2 separate regions of the Ovis aries genome follow, and region 2 is linked to region 1. Evidence: chromatin contacts called from public Hi-C data. All regions are on one chromosome and are shown on one strand. The core of a region is the stretch at or near the end of the contact, and the rest is flanking DNA. Distances in the headings are between cores, read along the strand shown. Region 1 holds the start of ZNF7 (zinc finger protein 7). Region 2 holds the start of ADCK5 (aarF domain containing kinase 5).

Region 1 (5,943 bases), core at 1,838-4,337:
CTGTTTCCCCATCTATTTCCCATGAAGTGATGGGACTAGATGCCATGATCTTAGTTTTCTGAATGTTGAGCTTTAGGCCAAATTTTTCGCTCTCCTCTTTCACTTTCATCAAGAGGCTCTTTAGTTCTTCTTCACTTTCTGTCATAAGGGTGGTGTCATCTGCATATCTGAGGTTATTGATATTTCTCCTGGCAATCTTGATTCCAGCTTGTGCTTCTCCCAGCCCAGCATTTCTCATGATGTACTCTGCATATAATTTAAATAAGCAGGGTGACAATATACAGCCTTGACATACTCCTTTTCCTATTTGGAACCAGTCTGTTCCATGTCCAGTTCTAACTGTTGCTTCCTGACCTGCATACAGGTTTCTCAAGAGGCAGGTCAGGTGGTCTGGTATTCCCATCTCTTTCAGAATTTTCCACAGTTTATTGTGATCCACACAGTCAATAAAACAGAAATAGATGTTTTTCTGGAACTCTTTGCTTTTTCTGACATCTTACCATCCCTGATTAAAACAAAATCCACATACATTTTAACTCAGTAGGAGATTCCTGAGTGTTCAGGGATAGTGACAGCCTTCAGCGGCTCTGTCCCACTTCACTGAATGTGTTATTTCCTTGTGCCATCTACTAGACCACAGAAAGTGGCCTTGGAAACACATCTCTTTAAAAATATATATACATATTTTGTCCACACATCTTGTGGAATCTTAATTCCCCAATCAGGAAGTGAATCTGTGTGCTCGGCAGTGACAGTGTAGAGAACTAACGACTGGATTGCCAGGGAATTCTTGAAGATAATTTAATTATTGATTGATTGATTTTTGGCTGTGCTGGATCTTCGTTGCTTTTGTGTGGGCTTTCTTTCTTTCTTTCTTTCTTTTTTTTTGTGGGCTTTCTTTAGTTGCAGCAAGCCGGTCTACTCTTCATTGCCGTGTGTGGGCTCCTCATTCTGGTGGCTTCTCTTGTTGCGGAGCACAATCTCTAGGCACGTGGGCCTCAACAGTTCTTGTACGTGGAATCCTCCTGGACCAGGGATCAAATCTGTGTCCCCTCCCATCCACTGCACCAACAGGGAAGTCCTCGAAAATAACTTTCAAGCATGGCTTTTCCCCTGGGAACACTTACAGCGCAGAATCCTAATTCCAAGCTGGAAATAGCTGGAAAGTGATTTGGGTTTGCCCAGAGAAGAGGCACTGTGAACATTTAGGGGACCATGCAGGCCCCTGGCTGTTAACAGTCTGTTTGCTCAGCGGGTCCAAGGCTCAGTGAGGATTACGGAACTCAGGTATGGAGGCCCTGGAATGGCCTTCAGTGGACAGACACAGCCTCCTTCACCCCGCTCCCAGGTAGCACCCTCAGCACCCTGGTCCCCACACCTCCCACACTGCCCAGGTGTCTGCCGGGTGGACACTCTGGGCCAGACTCTTGTGGCAGCTGAGGTGGTTCTGTCATCAGTCTGAAGATCCCAGTGTCAGCCCTGGCTCCCCCTCTGGCTCCCTGGGTCAGCCTCACATTGAGTAGGAGTACTCCCCTCACCTTGAGGGGCTAGGCTGGGGCCCAGGTTTGCCAGGACCTCCTACCTCAAGATGGTGCAGTGTGATGACACTCCAGCAGAAGGGGGACCCAGCAGGTCAGGACACCAGTGAGCTCAGGGTGCCTGAGTACTTGGCTAGGGGTTAGGGTTAAGAAGCAGGTGTATACCCAGTCCCTTCCCATTCTCCATTTCTTCATCTATTCATCTTTTGCACAAATGCTGTCAAGAGTTATCAGGGAGGACGTGGAGATGGGAGAGCTGAGAATTGTTCGCCATCTGGAGGCATGGGGTGGGAGACCCAGACCACATTGCCCAAGCGCCCAGGGAAAAGAGCTGGTTACTCTGAGCATACTAAGTTTTCCCTTCCACCTCCCCTAGGAGTCTGTCCAGGAACTGACTGTCCATCTCCTTCCTTGGGCTTGCGCCCATTCACTGGGGCTTTGCCAGGGACCTCAGGGTTTGGATCATCAATGAGGCTGGTGTCAGGGCCCTCCCCTCAACCTTGCCGCTCCAGGGATGTCCAGTGTGAGAAGTTCCAAGGGCCCGGACTGCACGGGAAGCTGTGGCCTCCGAAGACGCGCGCAGCGTCATCCCCAAAGCTGAGGGAGCTGGGCTGCCGAAGAGGAGGCTCCTGCCGAATCCCGAAGAAGTTGGGGTGCCCTCCCCCTACACACAGGACCGCGTGGGTATGGGAGAACACCCAGAACAGGCTGCCCCAGGAGCCAGACAAAGCTGGGGTGGGAGAGGGCACAGCGAGGAGCAGCCTTGACCTGACACCCGGGCGCGCCGCCCTTCGCCTGAGGGCCCACCGCCTGAGGTCTCTCGGCGGGTCCTAGGCTGTCCGGCTGCCTGGAGCCCCGCGACGCAGCCAGGGACCCCAGCCAGACGTCCCGGTCTAGGCCGCTCCTCCTGGTGGTCCTCACCCTTTCTGCAGCCCTCCCAGCTTCATCTCTGGGCTGTCGGTGCCCCTCCACACTCTGCGGTGCCCGCGGCCCGAGACATCTCCACACCAAGGACAGGAACATCTACTCTCTCCACAGGGCTCCTCTGCGCCCCACCTGGCCGCTCGCCCCCGTACTCCACTGGGCACAGCTGGGGCAGCGGCGTCTCTGTAGTCCTGGAGCCTGGAACAGGCCCAGCAGGCGCGTTCTGCCCGGCAGCAGCCCGCACACAGAACCCAATGCGGGGACCAGCGGCCCAGACTGTGACCAGAGGTGCGCGGGGCCGGCCCGGGCGACCCTCAGGTCGCTCTCCTCCGGCTTCGTCCGGGTTTGCTCCCCTCCCCTAGGCCACACAGCAGCGGGCCCGGGCCCTCGCTTTCCCTCGGCTTCAGCCCCGCCCTCCTTGCACTGTGACCCCGCCCTTTACCGGATTCCGCCCCGCCCGCTCCGGGCTCTGTCGGTTCCCAAGCTACCTGGCCCCGCCCCTTCTCCGGCTCCCCGGATTGGGGGCCGGCTGGGAACCACCGAGTCGGCTGAGCCTCCGAACCGCCCAGAGCAACCGGAAGTCTGCGAGGCGAGCGGCGGCGAGTATCCGAGGCCCGTTTCCGGCGTCGTCGCGCTGCTAGAGTCTCTGGCTGGGCCCGGGAGGGTGAGTCGGTGCTGAGGGCGTGGATTAGAGTCGGGGCGGCCCACGTTCTCCTCTCCCCTTGGGCTAAGAGGTCTCCTACCGGCCCCCGCGTCCTTCCGCCTCCGATGCGGCGGGCCCGGCGCTCCCCTGGCCTCTCCGCTGGGAAGCGCTGGTGGAGCGGGCGGCTCTGAGAGCCCGTTGGCGTCGGGTAGGGCGGTGGTCGAGCCTTGTCCGTCTTAGCCGGGAAGAAGCGGGAGGGGTCATCTCACAGATCCGGCCTCGCGGCAGCCTCGTAGCCTCCCCTCCGGTTCTAGGCATGCTCCAGCCTGCATACCCATCATCTCCCTCGGGGGCACTCTTTTACCCTCTCTCACTGCTCCTTCAAGACCTAGACTTCGTGAAGGTGGCCAAAAGGGCTATGTCTTGGGATCGAAGGCTGTGTATTTTCTCTTAATTCCGGCTGCTACTTAAAGCCTGTACTTCTCTACAGGGGACCCAGGATCCAGCAGTGGGAGGCACATGCCTGCTGCTGGCCAGGCCCAGGTGGGGAACCGCTTGACAGTGGTCACTGCAGTCTGAATCAGCTCATGGCCTAAAGCTTCTTCCCTCAAGCCGCTTTTGGAGTCAGAATCTCCCTTAGGAAGTCCACTTCTCTTTCTGACCTCCCAGGGGGATGCCCGGAGAGGGGTCAGGTTTTTGTACGAGGGTTGGGGTGTGGTCAGGTGTCCCCTCCTCTTCTCCCTGCAGTCCATCTTTCTGGTTCCTGTGTACTCCAGCCGCCCGTCACACCATGACTCATCTTGCTGCCTGAGATCTTGCCCCACTGGCTCATTCAGCCCTAGTCTTTCTTGCCTCGGAGGGTCCTTGCCTCTGGACCTTGCACAGTCTGTTCCTGCTGCCTACGCGTTCCCTCCCCACCCCCATTAGCACCGAGTTAGCACCTAGGGGAAGTGACCCATCAGACTAAGTCAGAGTTTCCTAGTTTAAATGCTTTCTGAGTCCCTTGTACGTGTGCTGTCATCACAGTTGTAATTTTGGTTTGTTTGCATGGTCAGTTAACTCTTTCCCCCACTAGGCTGCTCCAAGAAGGTAGAGTCCTTGTGTGCTGTTCACTGCCACATCCCTATTGCGTAGCCAAGCACCTGGTACACGTGGCAACTATCCATTACATGTTTGTGGAGTAATTCTTCCATGTCACACCCTCCAAAAGATGAATGAAGCTTTGGAGGGCAGATACGTAGTGCTACGGCCATTTTGGCCCCACCGCAAGTCCCTGCCAGAGAACAGTTGGAGTTGGAAGTAAAGGATTGGAGGACGTGGTACCCCCTCGATGAGTTTGGAAGTGAGAGGTTGGGGCCTCCAGGATCGTGACCTCTGACTCTTTGGTAACTGCCAACAGGTCTCTCAGCCAGGACACGTGGATTCCTACGCACCGAGCCTCATGGTAGGAGTCTGACTTCCCCTGTTCCCTCCCTCGTCTTGTGAGGCCCCTATCTGCTGCTCTGGGCACCCACCGTGCCCAATGGGCCTGGACCTAGACCCTCGGCCTCTTGCTGACCCCTTGTCAATCTCGGGTGTGTCCAGGATAGTGAACAAACCTGCTCAGATTGGGCCTGCCTGAGGCTCTTGGGGGAGGGTTATAGATCCCCATGGTCTGGGTCCCGCCCTCTCCTCCATACCGTCCCTCCCCTTGATTTTATTTTATTTTTTGGCCACACTGCACAGCTTGCAGGATCTTACTTCCCTGACCAGGGACGGAGCCTGTGCCGCCTACAGTGAAAGCAGAGTCCTGACTGCAAGACAGCCAGGGAATTCCTTCCTTCCCTCGATTTTAAAACCAAAGGGGCCTGGTGACTGTCTCACTCAGCCTTGTGGTCTGTGTACTTGAGACAGCCAGGAGACTGGTATGTGTCCTTACAGGAGGCTGTGACATTTGGTGATGTGGCCGTGCACTTCTCGCGGGAGGAATGGCAGTGTCTGGACCCTGGCCAGAGGGCTCTCTACAAGGAGGTGATGCTTGAGAACCACAGCAGTGTGGCTGGACTAGGTGAGGCTTTATTCGGACACCCCTACCCCTTCCATCATCGGTCAGCACCCACCTATTTTGGCCTGTGTTAGAGGCTGCATGCAGATCTGGGGGCCATGTGGTCGAGCCCTCATGACTAGGCAGGGGCTTGGGACTGTGAGTCCTTGTGAGTCAGCTTCTGACCCCAGGAGGAGTCTTGGTGAGCCAAGCAGGCTCCCAGGTTTGCATACGTCATGTGATTCAGGGCTCACAAGGTAAGTGGACTTTCTGCCTGAGTAGGTAGAAATACAATCCAAACTTGAAATAGCTTAAACAGCTACTCAGATTTTCAGTTTTTCTAGTGTGTACTTATTCACAACACTCTTCATTTTTAATGTCTGTTATGTTTGTATTTGTTTCCCTTATTTATTTTTGCAGCATTTTTTCACTGTGTTGACCATGATTGATACTGCCATGAGACTCTTGTTTCATCTTTCAGAGACCCAGCTTGTGGGTTTAGAGGGCAGGAGGGGCAGGGCACTCCGTTACTGAGTCTTTCCGCCTTTCTTCCTTCCTCCCTTTTAATTTATTGGGTCTGCTGTGTTGTTTCTTTTCTTTCCTTTTTACCTTTTGGCTGTGCTCACAGTGTAGGTGGACTTCTAAAAGTTAGATAGGTGGATTCTCTGCCTGAGTGAATAGAAATAGAATCCAAACTTGAAATAGCTTGAACAGCTACTCAATCAGGTTTCTTATTGTTTCTTGAGTTTAGTATTTACCTGTTCTGTGTTTACCATTCTTGTTTCTAGTTGGTGTATTTAAAAACATGAAATTTT
Region 2 (5,943 bases), core at 1,762-4,261, 230 kb after region 1:
TTCTGAGGCGGGGCTTATTTCCTCACGTGGCCCACAGCACAGCAGAGATGCCAGAAGCTGGGAAATCGAACCAGTTCCCCAGCCCGCACCCTTCCCATGCCCAAACCAGCCACCGGGTGGAGCACACTGTCCCTGGAGTCATTAGTAGGAGAGTCCAGTGAGAAAAAGGCAAGTCACCTAACAAGTAAGTTTACATATCATGTTCGTACTAAACACACGGTTCTTTTCACAGAAGGCCAAACCTGAATCACTGACTCTAAAGCTCGGGGCCCTGGCTGCTCCCACAGCCTCCTGACCACTGTCCACCACCGGCTGGGGGTCTGGAAGGGAAGCTGAAGACCAGCGTCCACAGCCTCTGGACACATGGCCGATGCCAAGGGGGCACAGCCAGAAAAGTAACGGTCCCTGACCACGGCCCCCAGAGCAGCTTTCTGTCATTTCCTGAGGAATCAGCACCACAGCAGGCGCTCTGGCTGCACTGTCTCATTCCCAGCCCTGACCCCTCACTCGATCGCCCGGGGCGACCTTCCCTCTGGCAGACCCCGCGCAGCCGCGAGGAGCCTGCCCAGGCCTGCTCTCCAAGCTGCCGTTCTGCCTGAAGCCTGCCCGCATTCACCAGGGTCTCTTGTCCCCCCACCCCACCCCACCCCACTGTCCTTATCACAGGAGCACAGGTTAGCCTGCAGGCTTTCTCCCCATCAGGCTGGGCAGGGCCATCTCTTAATCATCTCCAAGATACAGCAGAAATTCTTTATCACAAACACTTGCTGACCTGAGATAAACGGCGGCTAAGTGGAGAAAAATCCAGGACCCCACATGGCCCAGGCCATGCTGCTGAGCAACAGGTGGAAGGCCACGGTCAGGAGAGAGCGAGCAGCAGCTCCCCGGGAGAATGAGGCCTCTGCTGACAACACCAGAGCCCCCACGGGGCCCTGCTGGCTCATGCCAGCTGGATGCCGGTGACTCCCCAAATATCCCCACCACCCAGGAGACACCGGAGGGTAACGGAGCTATGAATGCGGCAGAGCCAGCAGCCAGTACTCCCAGAAACCAGTCCAGGGCAATATCCACACATCACATGTAACCCGTACCACACCCAGAGCGGCAGCAAACAGGTGCAGAGAGGGCGCCTCCTCAGCAGCATGAACACACACGCAGCCTTCCTGGGGTGGTCCTCTCACTCCCGAAGCCTCCCACTTTGGGACAAGATGAGAGGGGTCTTTTCTCAGCCCAGGTGCACCATGCTCATCTGGAACTCAGCTAACAATCTATACAGCAGTGTCACTCAGACAGACACTACAGAGCTCACAAACTCAGTGTGTACATCAACACAAAGCCACGAGCACCTGCACTCATGTTTTAGGCACAAGCTGAGCTGTTGGATTTTCTAACACCCTGTAGATGAGACACAGCAGATTTGAAGTCACTGCAGATAAGCCAGGCCCCAAGAGAAAGAAGCAACTGCTGAATCTCACGAGACCTGAAACTACAAAGAGGTGACAAGAATATGGGCGGTGTAAGGGCAGGTCAACAGCCCTGCGCACATAGCTGGAGAGTAAGCCAAGCACTGAGCCCGAACTGTTCTTAAGGTCAGGAAGAGAAATTGGGCGTCTGGGCCCAGGAAAGGGAATGGAGATGACCTTGAACACCGTGTCCTTTGCCTTTCTAGGGTCTCTGACCCTCTCAGCGCCAGTCTGGACTCAGAAGCCCCTACTGGGCCGTGCTCTACTTACTGGTCATGAGCATCTCCTGCTCAAGGGCCAAAGCCAGCCTGCCACTCCCGAGGGCTGCGTAGAGGACTCAGTGACCTGAATGAGTGAAGCAGCTTTATAAACTATAAAAGACCAACTCACTGTCTCTACCTGATTCTCAGACTAACACTGCTTCATCATCTCACCCACAAAACACCCCTGTGTAATGGAGCCACTCTACAAGCCACAGAAGCTAATGGACATTCATTTGTATTGACACCTAAATCCACAGGCTAGGCTTATTAGAAAACTACCAGGTCTACAGAAAATTCCATGTTGAAAATGATAATAAGCCCCACTCAGTCTCCTCACCTCTAAACCAACCACAAGAAAAGGGCTAGGTTTTTGGGGAGTGGCTAAGACCTGGGTCAACAACTATGACACCCTGTTTGAAAGGTGTGGAGATGCAATAAAACGGGAGGTCCCACGCGGGGTGGGGGGGTGGGAGAGACTGGAAAGGCAGGTGCCATGTTCAGGACCAAAAGAAGCTGAGTTAGGAGGGCAGCTCAGGGCCAGGCAGAAACCTAGGAAGGCCTGAGAGGAGGGGTGACCCCGAGACAGAGCCGGGCCGCAGCAGCTGTCAGCCCACCTGCCGCCCCCGCAAGTCCTGTCTCCCCAGAGTCGGGGGGCAGCAGTCAGCCCGGGATGACCCGGGCTGGGCTGGTGACAAGGAGAAAAGGGTGCCCAAGGGAGCAGGTGAAGAAAAGGCGGCGGGTCCGCTCTGTGATTCGGTCAGAGCCTGCAGCGGCGAGGGGTCTGAGGCAGATACGGGGCAGGCGGAGGCGATGGGCGCCAGGCAGTCGCCTCGGGAAAGGGCGTCTCCCTGGGGAGGGTCGTCCGTAAAGGACGAGAGGGTCGTCCCTCGCGGGGAAGGAGGCTTGGAGAGTCGCCTCTGAGACAAGACTCCCGCACCAAGAAGCAGCCTCGGAGAAGCGGAGCTGCGGCTTGCGGCAGGGAAGGCCCGACGTCTCCCCCACAGAGCCTGGGGGCTGAAGCAGGGACCCGAGGACAGGCTGCCTGAGGGCTGTGACGGGCTCCGGCCAGCCGGGAGGATCCCTGGGGAGCGAGTCTTGGGCCCTGCGGGTCCCGGCCGGGCGGCCCGAGCCGCGGCAGGGGCGCGAGCGCGCGGGGTCTCACAGGTCTCCACATTTTCGGTCCGCAGCTCAGCTCCCGCTCTCCACGCTCGCCACACCCGCCGCCGGCCCAGCAGGCCCTGCGGGAGGGGCGCAGTGCGCACGCTCATGCCGCCCTACGGGCGGGCGGGGACTACAGGCCACGCCCCCGAGTAGTCCCGCGGCCGCAGTGGAGCAGCGCCCCCTGGCGGCTCCCGGCCCACTAGCTTTAGGGCCAGTACCTGCGCTCCGTCAACGCACGCGGTCAGGCACCGCTCAGCTCAGTTCAGTCGCTCAGTCGTGTGCGTCTTTGCGACCACATGGACTGCAGCACGCCAGGCTTCCCTGTCTATCTCCAACTCCAAGAGCTCGCTCAAACTCACGTCCATCGAGTCGGTGATGCCATCAACCATCTCCTCTGTCGTCCCCAGACCCTGGTGCTGGGGTCTTTTCCGACCCCCAGTGGAAGCTGAGGCTTGGGGAGGTCAGGTCACCTGTTCCCCCAGGAGTTCACAGCAAGGGCGGAAGCTGGGAGGGAGAAGAGACCCCACTAGGGAGTCAGCGTGGACAGCTGGAGTTGAACCCAGGGTGGGGACCTCCAAGCGATGGTTTAGGGAGACTAATTGCTCAAGCCTCGCTTTTCTTGCTGCAATATGAGGTCCTGGCTCTCAAGTTAAGGATGCTAAGATACCACGCAGGCCACCTTAAGTTTGCTGTCAGTTCAGTTCAGTTCAGTCGCTCAGTCGTGTCCGACTCTTTGCGACCCTATGAATCGCAGCACGCCAGGCCTTCCTGTTCGTCACCATCTCCCGGACTTCACTCAGACTCACGTCCATCGAGTCCGTGATGCCTAGAAGTTATTATAAAACTCTCAGATTGGACTTTCAAAGGCCTCCATTATTTGTTATCCCAGGTGAGAAACATAATGTATATTTTACGAGCGAATTTCTGTTTGTGAGCCTGCTAGGAAGAGGCCTTCCTGACTGCCTATAAGGCATGGAGTGCGAAACCCTGGGAATGTTCTGTAAGCATTCGCTCCAGAAGGTCGACCCACGTTCCCTAGAAGTGACTCACGCCTGTTAATGAACCACCTTCTTGGTGTGGCCATTTACAAGGCCACTTGCACACAGCAAATTTCTCCAATTCTGTCTTGGTAAAAAGGAAGATAGACTCTAACTGAACTTGGGCATACATATCTATGCTGCTGCGAAGAGTAAGACTCAGTAAAAGTCTCAGTGTCAGAATCAGGGAGGTGAGTTGGTGAGAAGCAAGTGTTATGTATCGATTGATTCCATTTTTTGGCTGACTTGGGTCTTCATTGCAGCTGGAGGGTTTCCATTGCCCTGTGGCATGTGGGATCGGAGTTCCCCACCCAGGGACTGAACCTGCTGCGCCCCTTGCTTGGAAGCACAGTGTTAACTACTGGACCATCAGGGAAGGCTCTGCTAGCATAACTTTGTAGTAAGTTTTGTAATTGGGAAGTGTGAGAGATTCCTGGATTCCCGCAACTTTATTCTTTTTTTTTTTTTTAGCGCTTTTAAAATGTTATTGCATCTATATATATTTATGAAATATATGACTACATATTTTTACATTATCTTGTAAATCCCGACCAAGGGATCGAGACCCAGTCTCCTACATTGCAGGCATATTCTTTACTATCTGAGCCACCAGGGAAGCCCATATATATATATACATACATACATATATAAATGCTTTTGAAATAAAATGCTTTTTTTCCTTCTAGTTTTATTGAGATGTAACTGATGCTGCACTGTGTAAGTTTAAGGTGTGCAGCATGATTAGACTCACATCCATCATGAAATGGTCACTACAATACATTCACTGAACATCTTGTATAAACACAAAATAAAAGATAAACAAATTTTTTCCTTATGTTGTGGTCTCTTAGGATTTACTCTGACAAACTTTCATATGTAACATTCAGCAGTTAATTAATCATGCTGTACATTACATCCCTAGTATTAATACTTACCTGTTTTTGGCTGTGCCACTTGGCATGCATGCATGTTAAGTCACTTCACTTGTGTCTAACTCTTTGCGACCCTATGGACTATAGCCCACCAAGCTCCTCTGTTGATGGGATTCTCCAGGCAAGAATGCTGGAGTGGGTTGCCATGACCTTCTCCAGGGGATCCTCCTGACTCAGGGATCAAACCCATGTCTCTTAGATCTCCTGCATTGGCAGGAGGGTTCTTAACCAGTAGTGCCACCTGGGAAGCCTGCCGCTGGGCATGCAAGATCTTAATTCAGGATCGAACCCATACCCGCTGCAGTCAAGCATGGTGCCCTGACCACTGGACTGCCAGGGAAGTCCCCCTAGTACTTGTCTTATAACTGGAAATTTGTACCTTTTACCCATCTTAATTCAATTCTGCCTCCCCCCACCCCTTGCTTCTGGTAACCACAAATCAGATCTCTTTTTCTATGAGTTTATTCTTGATGTATAACTGACCTACAACACCAGTAGTTCCAGGTGAACAATGTAGTGATTCAATATTTCTGTACATTATAAAATGATCCCCAGGGTAAGTCTAGTTACCATCTGTCACTGCACATTATATTATTGACTATATTCCCCACTAGACATTTCATACCTGTTGACTCACATCCTACATACCTCTGCCCTCTGGCAACTACCTGTTCTCTGCATCTATGAGTCTGTTTTCATATGTTTGTTCACTTGTTATGCTTTTTATTCCACTTATAAGTGAAATCATACAGTATTTGTCTTTCACTGTCTTACTCCACTCAGCAAAATACCCTCTAAGTCCATCCATGTTGTCAAAATGGCAAGATTCCATTCTGTTCTATGGCTAATCGTGCTCAACTGCTCAGCTGTGCCCAACTCCTGTGACCCCCATGGATTGTAGCCGGCCAAGCTCCTCTGTCCATGGGATTTTCCATGCAAAAATACTGGAGTGGAAAAAAAAAAAGAATACTGGAGTGGGTTGGCATTTCCTACTCCAGAGGATCTTCCCGACCCAGGAATCAAACCTGCGTCTCGTGTCTCCTCCATCAGTAGGTGGGTTCTTTACCACTCTGCTACCAGGGAAGCT

The links. Hi-C and Micro-C count contacts between places; a contact is called where the count stands out from the background.
Region 2: a Hi-C map of blood shows a contact between it and region 1, with 2.4 times the contacts expected there. The contact joins the promoter of ADCK5 here to the promoter of ZNF7 in region 1. A contact is called at or near these places in 5 of 16 Hi-C or Micro-C datasets (blood, hypothalamus and muscle).

The regions. Positions count from the first base shown.
Region 1 is chr9:13,295,049-13,300,991 of ARS-UI_Ramb_v3.0, forward strand. It overlaps ZNF7 (zinc finger protein 7), which reads left to right and starts at 3,088. Exons shown (of 4, transcript XM_060393589.1): 1 at 3,088-3,126; 2 at 4,505-4,549; 3 at 5,026-5,152. The coding sequence starts at 4,547. LOC101116495 (BCL2/adenovirus E1B 19 kDa protein-interacting protein 3-like) reads right to left here and starts at 2,098. Exons shown (of 1, transcript XM_060393643.1): 1 at 1-2,098.
Region 2 is chr9:13,523,382-13,529,324 of ARS-UI_Ramb_v3.0, forward strand. It overlaps ADCK5 (aarF domain containing kinase 5), which reads right to left and starts at 3,012. Exons shown (of 13, transcript XM_060393591.1): 1 at 2,889-3,012. The coding sequence starts at 2,994.